3 separate regions of the Sus scrofa genome follow, and all the other regions are linked to region 3. A link is a contact called in public Hi-C and HiChIP or PLAC-seq data. All regions are on one chromosome and are shown on one strand. The core of a region is the stretch at or near the end of the contact, and the rest is flanking DNA. Distances in the headings are between cores, read along the strand shown. Region 1 has its middle 160 kb from the start of TXNL1. Region 2 has its middle 56 kb from the start of TXNL1. Region 3 has its middle 250 kb from the start of TCF4.

Region 1 (3,134 bases), core at 442-2,941, 520 kb before region 3:
TCCTCCTCTCGTAGATTCATATCAGTTTCAAAAAAACTTGTGAAATTGATTCCAAAATTCTCTTCTTTCTTTCTTTAAGATTTATTTATATATTTCTTTCTTTCTTTAAGGGTGATTTTTGTTTTCCCTCCTGATTTTTGAAAGCCCAGACCAATGCAGAAGAAATATTTTATGTTTTTAAGGAAGAATAGAAAAGGGTTGATGCAGATGAATGGATTAAGAAGATGTGGTATACATACACAATGGAATACCACTCAGCCATAAAAAAGAACAAAATAATGCCATTTGCAGCAACATGGATGGAACTAGAGACTCTCATACTAAGTGAAGTAAGTCAGAAAGAGAAAGACAAATACCATATGATATCACTTATATTTGGAATCTAATATATGGCACAAATGAAGCTTTCCACAGAAAAGAAAATCATGGGCATGGAGAACAGACTTGTGGTTGCCAAGGGGGCGGGGGAGGGAGTGGGATGGACTGGGAATTTGGGGTTAATAGATGCAAACTATTGCCTTGGGAATGGATAAGCAATGAAATCCTTCTGTATAGCACTGGAAACTATACCTGGTCACTTATGATGGAGCATGATAATATGAGAAAAAAGAATGTATACATGTATGTGTAACTGGGTCACCTTGATATACAGTAGAAAATTGACAGAACACTGTAAACCAGCTATAATGGAAAAAATAAAAATCATTATTAAAAAAAAAAAGAAAGAAATGGGTCGATGGATGACCCATGAAGCCTTATGGGGAGTTACTGCTGGATATCCTCTTTTCCTGCAAAGACCCACTTGGACTGCAGTGAGAACTTCACAGTGGCTTGTCTTACAATAAGATCACTTTAAAATAGAGCATTTTGGGAGTTCCTGTTGTAGTTCAGTGGAAATGAAACTGACTAGTATCCATGAGGATGCGGGTTCAGTCCCTGGCCCTACTGGATCTGGTGTTGCTGTGATCTGTGGTGTAGGTCACAGATCACAGCAGATCCTGAGTTGCTGTGGCTGTGGTGTAGGTCAGCAGCTACAGCTCTGATTCGACCCCTAGCCGGGGAACCTTCATATATTGAGGGTGCAGCCCTAAAAAGCAAAATGAAATGAAATGAAATAAAATAGAGCATTTTGAGTACACTGTCTGTTACCCAGATTGGGTTGCTACTGGAGAAGGATGGACTTTGTCATGGCTTCTGCTGCCACATCCACACAATGACAGAGAGGCAGCCGTGGGGTTGTTTTGGAGAAACCCCTTTCTAAGGACTCGGAGGAAGTGAGCCAGGCATTTGTAACACAAACCAGTGACTCAAGAAGGAACAGGAAAGGACAATCACAAGTTTCCTAGCCTGGGACACAGAAAACGTAAAAACAAGGTCACATGTCCCACCATGAAGAAAGGAGTCTCTGAAAAGGGAGGAAAAAACCCAGCCAAATATAACTCCACATAAAGATGATCAGAAAAACATCCTCGCTCGTTTGACAACCAACCAAGAATAACATATGAGTTCATCGAGCTCCAAAAGGGAAGAGAAAAGATAGAGGCATTAGCCAGCTAATTTAAAAATCAAGAAGTGCCTTTCTCATCATCATGCAGAGGAATGTTCGAGAACAGATCCTTATAGAGTAGCACTAACCCCCTGAAGCGGAGTTTCCTGTAGGGACCAAGCAGCTGCATCTTTGATGACTCCTTGGATATTAGCAAAACACTTGCTAAAAATAGATGAACATCAACAAGTCATAAATAAGGGAACAGGAGTGGGAAACTCCATACAAAAGGTGAGTGGGCAAGAACAAAGACATCCTTTTCTGCCAAGGCAATTATCACGTGCAGCAGCAAAGCATGAATCACTGAGTCATTTCGAAGTTCAAGTGCCAAATAAGAATAAAAGTCCTATGCAGGAAACTGTCACATAGCAGGGCACTGGAGGCAAGCTGCTCCCCTAGTATCTGTTTCTAGCACTCCATTTTATGGAGTGGAAAGTAAGCATGACAGTGACAGAAGCTCTGAGGGTATTATAATGGCCAGGTGGCAAGGAAGTACCCGGGCTGTCAGTCTGGTGTTTTAGCGACATCAGTTCTTCCCCTGTTTAAGCTCTGTTTAAGTTTCCTTTACTGGCAGGGAAGCCATCAGAATCTCTACCTTGATTTCTCTCGGGGAGGTGGGAGACCAGCTTCTCAGGTCTTGTGTGTGAACAAGTTGGAGCATATCAATTTGGACCGCACTAAATCAGATACATGTGGTTTTCTCAAAATAAGCCAAATCCGCGCTGATCAGTTTCTGCTCTTCCTTTCTGTTCAGTTTCAATCCATTTAAACTCTGAACAGTCTGTACTTATTAAGTACCATGTGTACATGGTGTAGGGCTTGGCTCTACCCATAATACATCAAAGCAAATAAGCACAGCCCTCCTTCTAGTAAGTCCTGGTTCAAGGAGGCTTTGCCATGAGCAGATGGAAAGCTACTGCAGCTACGCCCACCAGTTTAGGTAATTCTTGCCTAACACAGAAAGCATCTCATCTGATGTCCCAAAGAAAACTGCTGTCCGACTCCACAAAGACACCATATAATTCCTAAACTGCAACCTAGCAAATAACTCTTAAACAAATCAAAGTATCTGTAGAAACACACAACTCTTTTAAGAAAGTTTATGTAAAAATACATCCTCATGGGAGTTCCTGTTGTGGCTCAGTGGTAACGAACCCAACTAATAACTATGAGGATGTGGGTTTGATCCCTGGCCTGGCTCAGTGGGTTGTGGATCCAGAGTTGCCCTGAGCTGTGGTGGTGTAGGTTGCAGACACAGTTCAGATCCTGCGTTGCTGTGGCTGTGGTATAGGTTGGCAGTTGTAACTCTGATTTGACCCCTAGCCTGGGAACCTTCATATGCTGCGGGTGTGGCCCAAAAAAGCAAAAAAAAAAAGGCATCCTCATGTCATTTGGTAAGTCCTTAACCTATATATCAGTGACCAAATTACTGAAATAAAATAGTTAAGCCAGGGTAATTTTAGTGAGAGAAAGCGGGATTCCCACAGCCCCTACCCATAGGTTTATTTATTTATTGCTTTGTTCTATGGGGATTTTGCAAGTCCTTGTGATTTATGAATTGCTGCTGGTTCATTCAAGCAGATTCCTT
Region 2 (3,395 bases), core at 22-2,521, 630 kb before region 3:
CCAGACCTGTTTTCCCCAAAGATGCCAGCATCAAGCTCCACCCTTCACCCCCAGACCCCCGACCTGACCCACCCAAAATAGACGACACCCTATGGCCCATCCAGGATCTCTGCACCAGCTGACTGGTAAAGGGCTTTGCCCTGGAATTAAATAAATTGTATATTATGCTTATTTAAGAATACATTAAATATATACATTTAACCTCCCCACCCCCCAAACCCCAGAACTAATCAATAAAGCCGCTTTGATTTTTTTGAGGTAGCGATTGGATATACCTTTTACAATTACTTTCCTGTTTACCAGAACCCAGTGAGCAGACTCGGTTGGAATTTTGCCTTTATTATCAGGACAGGGATGTATTGCCATCTTACAAGGTGCACCGTCGGGAGAGAGCCACAGTTCTGATTCCGCCTATGCTCACTGCAAAGCAGCAGTCTGCCAGCGTGTCAGAGCTGGCACAGCGGCTCCCCCATGCCCGGGAATCCGGTGCTGAGCAGGGATTAGAATGCCAGCATCTGATGCACGGGGTTGCTTCCTGCTCCCCCTTGGAGTCCTGACAAGAAATGACCTTGTTCAATCCTGCTGAGCTTCCTAGATTTACTGGGCTTATAGCAACACATGGGAAGGAGATTATGTTTATTTTTAAAACACACAAAAAAATGCAACCTTCCCAAGGCCTTTGCGGTGCTTGTGTGCAACAACACAAGTGCACACACACATGCAATGTATGTATAATCACTTCTAATTAACTTCAGCTCTTCCTGCAAAACTAAGTGTGAAGTCTTAAAGACTTGTCAGCTTCTCTGCCTGTGAAATTTATCTACTTCTAATTGTGAATAACAATACATTCAAGGTTAGCTATAAATGACTCAGATTTCACAGGAATCCAGTCTAAAAACCACATTTGAAGATGAATTCATTTCTGCAAAACATTTTTATAGTATGTTTCCAGATCAAAATGCAATTATTTATGCTTATCCAAAATGCCCTTTTTTTCCCCTCGAGGATTTTTTTTTCAAAATCTAAAAAATTAAATTTCATCAATTTTAAAATAAGCCCAGATATAAAACATATAAAGCAGGAAAGATGCCTAAAACAAAGATGAGTATATTATTATAGAGGATGGGAAAATATATTCAGTTTACACTTTTACAACTATAAATATTCAAAGAGCAGATGTTAACTAAGGTTAGGAATGTCCCCCACCTTGTCAGCAGCTCTGAGTACTCTGAGCACTTCCAGACCTCACCACTAGATGTCAGGAACAGCCCGATGAAATATACTAACCCATCCCTCCTAAGTAGAGTGGGTTACAGAACCTTTTAAAGTTTTTCCTGATTCTGTAGTTAATTTGGATAGGAAGTAATTTCCTTCGGGGGTTTGTGTCAAAATATTCACTGTGGGTTAATTTTAAGTAAGATATTAGAAACTATTAGAAAATGTGATCTGTTATCAAATCTGGGAAATGATCCTTTTAAAGCTCCAGGAATGTCTCCAGGGAAATCTTATGCCACGTGGAGCTGCACTGAAAACTGCCCTGTACTAAGGTTAGCTCCCGCCACAGCCACGCCAGAACTGAGCTCATCTGCGACCTACACCACAGCTCACGGCAACGAGACCAGGGATCAAACTCGCAACCTCATGGTTCCTAGTCGGATTCATTTACGCTGCTCCACTTCGGGAACTACTCCTTGCCTTTTGAAATAGGAATGGGCATGTCACCTGTGCAGTCACCAAGAATTCATGCAATTATGCAAGGATTTTGCATAAAACTAGGCCAGTGAAAGAAACAGTAAAGGAGGAGGGCCTTGCTGATCAGCTGAGAAGTTTTGACTTGAGACTTTGAGATCAACCCATTGAAGTAATTGCAGAAGACTAGATGTGATGAGTTGAAGTTTAGAAAGAGAGAATTCGATTCAATATAAGGAAGAACTTCCTAAAAATAAAGTAGCCCACCATCTAAACACAGCGCCTTAGAGAAACAGTGAGGTCCTCATCCCTGGAAAGATTTAAGGATCGACAGAGATCCTTAGGGGCCCAGAGAGAATCTCTATTTGTGGTGGCACGTGGGATTAAGTGGCCTCCAAGAGTGTCAGAGCCACAGGTCCACACTCAGTGATGTCCATCATTTAACCAGCAAGAAAGCAGCAGGAAAAAAGTTGAGAATGTGTGCATAGGTAAAAGAAATAAATGTTCGCAGTACCTAATCAAGGAAAATTGGGTTTTTGAAGCCCCATAGGGGAATGGTGATGGTTGTGCCTGTTTGTGGGACTCTGCCTGGGAAATACCGGCAAGAAGGAACTATTCAACTTTTGTGCTGCCAGCCTCTGATTCCCCTGTCTTCTTCATCCCTTGTCCTCTTTTAACCAAAAGTTGATCTTTTCTCATTTTAGGACCACACCTGAGGCGAATGGAAGTTCCCAGGCTAGGGGTCAAATCGCAGGCCTACACCACAGCCACAGCAACACAAGATCCAAGCCCCACCTGCAATCCAGCTTGCAGCAACGCCGTATCCTTAACCCACTGAGCGAGGCTAGGGATTGAACCTGCATCATCATGGGTACTAGTCAGGTTCTTGACCTGCTGAGCCACAATGGGAACTCTGCAAAAGCTGATCTTGACTCAGTCTTTAAAAAGTAAATCTTGGGGTAATTTAAGTGGCAATCCTCCCAATAGGTTGCATTTTATTAGGGAACAATGTCTGTGGGCTAAACTAGAAGAATAAAAGTTAGTCTGGGGTTGGAAGGCCTCAGCTGGCCTGAAGGGGAGGAAATAAGCCCTTGTTTGACCTTGTAACAGTTGCCTTTTCTGCCAAGAGGATAAGCCCCAGAGTATGGCTGGCCCTTGAAGTATATCACATGAACTCCGGAGATTGATAAAAAACAAAACAGAGTATTTCCACATATTCTTGGCTCTCGGAAGCAAAAAAGAACTACAGCTGAGATATAACTTAAGCCCACCCAAGACCTTGCAATATAGTGTATTACCCTAATGTAAATCAAGAGCGTGACTTAACTGTCTATCCAAATGCTCTCAGTAAAATCAGGTTTTATAACATCTTTCTAAATTCTGAGTTTGGTAAAGCATCACTGGTTAGACTATCACATGGATTTGAAATTTCCTTCTTATGCCAAGAGTGAAAAAGATTTACTCATGCTGGCATTTTCTAGTTGTGCGAAAGAGTTAAATGTTGGAGTGTTTACCTGGATTCTTGATCAGGCGTTAAATGAAATCCTTTCTCCTTCATCCCTCAAGGACAAGGATCACTCATAGTCTCATAGATGCTCAGAGCGGGAGTGATCCAAAAGGACCATTTAGTCCAATATCTTAATTCCACAGATGAGGAAACTGAGACCTGGGGTGACTTGTTCTGACTAGCAGCTCACTGTCCCCCC
Region 3 (3,534 bases), core at 769-3,268:
CAATCATTACTGAGGATTTAAATAAGAATTTCATTTAAAAAAAAATACTTAAACATGTTAAAGTACTTTAACACATTTAAAATATTATTCAAAATAATCCGAGAGTCAAATTCTCACATATTCTAGAAAGTTTGTCTTCTTTTATTGTGTTTTAAAGCTATCATAAAATATAAGAAATTTTTTCTTTCTCTAATTTGAGTAACTAATTAGCATATAGAGGATTAAAATACTTGGGATGTCATCAATCCTAGGTTCCATCTCTGCCACAGAAACATCACCATGCTGTTATAGTTAAAGGGCAAATGAAAATATATTACTGAAAAATTAACTACAGTCTCTAATGCTTCTGTGAAGTGGCCAAACTTTATTTAACAAAGAAAACTTTCACAATTAAACTATTAATTTGTCTTCATTCATCCAAAACTTTTAAACTCTGTTTATTAATTTAAAAGTCATAAATAAAAATATCTGGTTTGGGAGCCACGTGCTAGAATTTCATAAATGATCCCGTCTAAAAATTGTTATGGGTGAGCAATAAATCCCTAGAAAATGATGCTTATATTTGAAATAGAAATGTCACCAGAGCCTTAAATATAGCTGTGCAACCTGACTCTATTACTGTGCGGCAAAGTCATGTTTGTAATTGATTTTGACTGTCCCTCCTTCAATGTGTGCTGAGTTTGGTGGCCCTGGACAGGATTTTTGTTTTCATTTTAAATCCTAATTTTAGTCTAATTAGATTAATCTGTAAATCAGTGTTCTCCACTTAAAATTTTTCCATACCCATCTTTTTCTTCTAAGAGTAGCTGAGTGTGTTCTTGGAGTATTTTAACAGAAGTAATGGATTTCAATAGTTGTTGCAACAGTTCTTGGAACTCTTACATCTTCCAGTTGTACACAGATGATGAAAGGTAAAAATGAAATCTCCAATTTTTTATTTATACAGAGCTGAACTACTGATTGATAGGGCACTGATGGACATTCTACAGTTGTTATGAAACCATGTGTTAACATTATTTATCAAAGTAATAATGGGATGGTAATTGTGGTCTTTCTTATGGTAGAGAAGTAAGCAACCCAAACAGATACACCTACTTAATGACTTTAGCATCCAGCATTCAAAATCCAGTTAATAATTTGTTGCTTAAGACATATATAGAAACAGAAGTGCAGCCTGTCGATAATACAATGATTACTGTATTTGGCAGAATGGATTCCAGGTTTAATTCCAAGCTTAAGAAATTAACTTACAAATGATTTCAGAGATTCTACCAGAATGAGAAAACAACAGAACTACGTTTAACCCTTAAGCTGGCAGTCTATGGTAGGAACACTGCCAGCTATAAAAAATAATAATCAGAGGCCCATGAACTGCTCTTTTAAAATGGTTACATTAAAACCCAGACACCTGTAGTTTTACTAGTTGCTAAAACGGCTTGTAATTGCACATGCATGAAGCAGATGTGTAACCAGAGCTGTAGTAACTGGTTTCTATTAGACAAACACAGGTGAATGGTGAGCAGAAGGAGGAATGGAAAACTGAGATTTGTAAAGTTAAAATCTAACATTTGAGATTGCATGTAAACTTTGAAAACACTTTTTATTAACTATATATTGGCCTGTCTCTTGACTGCTTTTAAATCATGAATATTGACATTTCCCCAAATGGTCTGCTTAAGTATGGACAAGATAATAATGATGAACATTTATCCCCTAAGACATGCTCTTCAAAATACTAGTCTTACTGAAATGACTGCCAATGCTATATAGGAAACTTTTCAACAGACTTGAATTTTTTAGGGTTTTTTTTTTTTTTTTCTTTCTTTCCAGGTGTTTCTTTAAACAACATTGCTTGAAGGTCTTATATATATATATAAAAAAAATCAACATTAAAGGATATTTCCAGAAATTCAGTCTCTCAAAAAACACGAACTAGGGCCTTGATTCTTGCCTCCTGGAGTTTGGTTGTTATGAAATTTACAGTACGGTGTGTCAGCTCATCTGGGACTGAGTCACGCAGCCAGGGACACAGAGCGCAGAGGAAGTCATGTGAACCATTGCACAAATACATTTTTGTCAGCGTTTGGTTGGAGAGCTGGGACTCAGCTGAACTTTAGGGGATTGAATTTTAGTCCAAATGTTCCAAAATTCTGGTTTACAACAACATCTGGGGTGGTGGAGAGTGGATCGCTCATTTTGGAATTCCTTAGAAAGGAAAAATGAAATGCAGACAATAATGACATTCAACAAGAGCTGTCCTTCCAGAAATCCTCATCACACCTGGGATGGAACCTTTGAGCCAATGTTTCCTTTCAGATGTCTTAGAAAAAGGCGTGCAAACAGAATGAATGAGTTGGAGCACACAGGCGTCTCTGTGAAAACCTCTCTGAATTGAGAAGGAAAACAGGATATGTGTTCATGCTCCCATAACTCATCAGGAAAACTCATTCCAAGTCATTCCCAGGGATGATCTCCTCCCCCAGAAGACCTTATCTTTCCACATTTTTTCCATTCTGAAAACATATTTTTAAAAAACTCAAAAGTCTTTCTTGGAATGGAAATTCAGCCTCTTGCAGAATGTGAATGAATGACATGTTGACCTGAAGGTGCACATGGTATTTTTAAAGGGCTACGTGGCTATTCATTTTGGAGCCCCATCGGTTCTCTGGACTCAAATCATTCCTCTGAGACTAAGTGCCGTTGATGACGATGATGTTGAGGTGCAGAAAGAACCTGCTAAGTCTTCAGACTGGAGCAGAAACAGCCAACAGATTCAACAGGGCAAAACTCTTTGGATAATACAAAGCCATTTTGGATATTTCCACTATATCTGTTAAATATTCATCTATACCCTGACAACTATACTCTTGTTCCAGGAACTTGAAATTACTGGGTCTTTAAATTATTCCCAAAGCATAAACTGAGCACTCCTAGAAGTGTAGGAATTCCTTCAGACTAATGGTATACCATTTACTACATGATTGTTCTATAGTCTATTGGTGAGTGACAGAACTAAAAAAAAATGTCACCTTCCCATGTTTTAAGGTTGTGTATGCATTCTATTTCATGAGACCATGTAGGGCAACAGTTCTCAAACTTGGTTGTACATTAGGATGACAATTAAACTTTATTAAAATGTTTCTGCATTTTAATGGAATGGGCCTCAACCCCAGATTTGCATTTAGCTGGTGAGAGGACTCAACATCTGAAACACTTCCCAAAAGGTATATCTACTGATAATTTGCAATATGTAACCAGAACCAAAAAATCCTGATGAGGAGCTAATATCAAAACTCTGCACATGCACACTTGCAAAATAAAATTTAAAGACCCATGAAAATGGAGGGTTATTGAGCTCATTGCTGCTATGTAGGTCCTTACTGGCTTGTATGTTTAAAATATGCAGGAATTGGGGGACAATCAAGAGCAGAGAAAACAGTAGGCAATTTAAGGATGGCTTCTAAAATTCACTGTGCTGGTGGCTCTCTTCCTGTCCCGCAGATGATACTGTGATAGCCAGAAGTCACCATGATG

Evidence for each region. Hi-C and Micro-C count contacts between places; a contact is called where the count stands out from the background. HiChIP or PLAC-seq counts read pairs in DNA pulled down with a chosen protein or histone mark.
Region 1: a Hi-C map of skeletal muscle shows a contact between it and region 3, with 6 times the contacts expected there. The contact joins two enhancer-like sites. A contact is called at or near these places in 4 of 47 Hi-C or Micro-C datasets (fetal heart ventricle, heart right ventricle and skeletal muscle) and 1 of 2 datasets of contacts at active chromatin or transcription factors (skeletal muscle).
Region 2: an H3K27ac HiChIP or PLAC-seq map of skeletal muscle shows a contact between it and region 3, with 11 times the contacts expected there. The contact joins two enhancer-like sites. A contact is called at or near these places in 5 of 47 Hi-C or Micro-C datasets (brain, embryonic fibroblasts, psoas muscle and 2 more) and 1 of 2 datasets of contacts at active chromatin or transcription factors (skeletal muscle).

What each region holds. Positions count from the first base shown.
Region 1 is chr1:105,848,003-105,851,136 of Sscrofa11.1, reverse strand. No RefSeq gene overlaps it. Among named protein-coding and RNA genes, the nearest start is that of TXNL1, 160 kb to the left of the region's middle. Within about 2 kb of position 1,691, at least 13 of the 83 cell types and tissues checked have an H3K27ac peak or open chromatin away from gene starts, as enhancers often do. A contact at or near this core is called in skeletal muscle, where this site is marked.
Region 2 is chr1:105,955,192-105,958,586 of Sscrofa11.1, reverse strand. No RefSeq gene overlaps it. Among named protein-coding and RNA genes, the nearest start is that of TXNL1, 56 kb to the left of the region's middle. Within about 2 kb of position 1,271, at least 5 of the 83 cell types and tissues checked have an H3K27ac peak or open chromatin away from gene starts, as enhancers often do. A contact at or near this core is called in skeletal muscle, where this site is marked.
Region 3 is chr1:105,326,360-105,329,893 of Sscrofa11.1, reverse strand. No RefSeq gene overlaps it. Among named protein-coding and RNA genes, the nearest start is that of TCF4, 250 kb to the right of the region's middle. Within about 2 kb of position 2,018, at least 9 of the 83 cell types and tissues checked have an H3K27ac peak or open chromatin away from gene starts, as enhancers often do. A contact at or near this core is called in skeletal muscle, where this site is marked.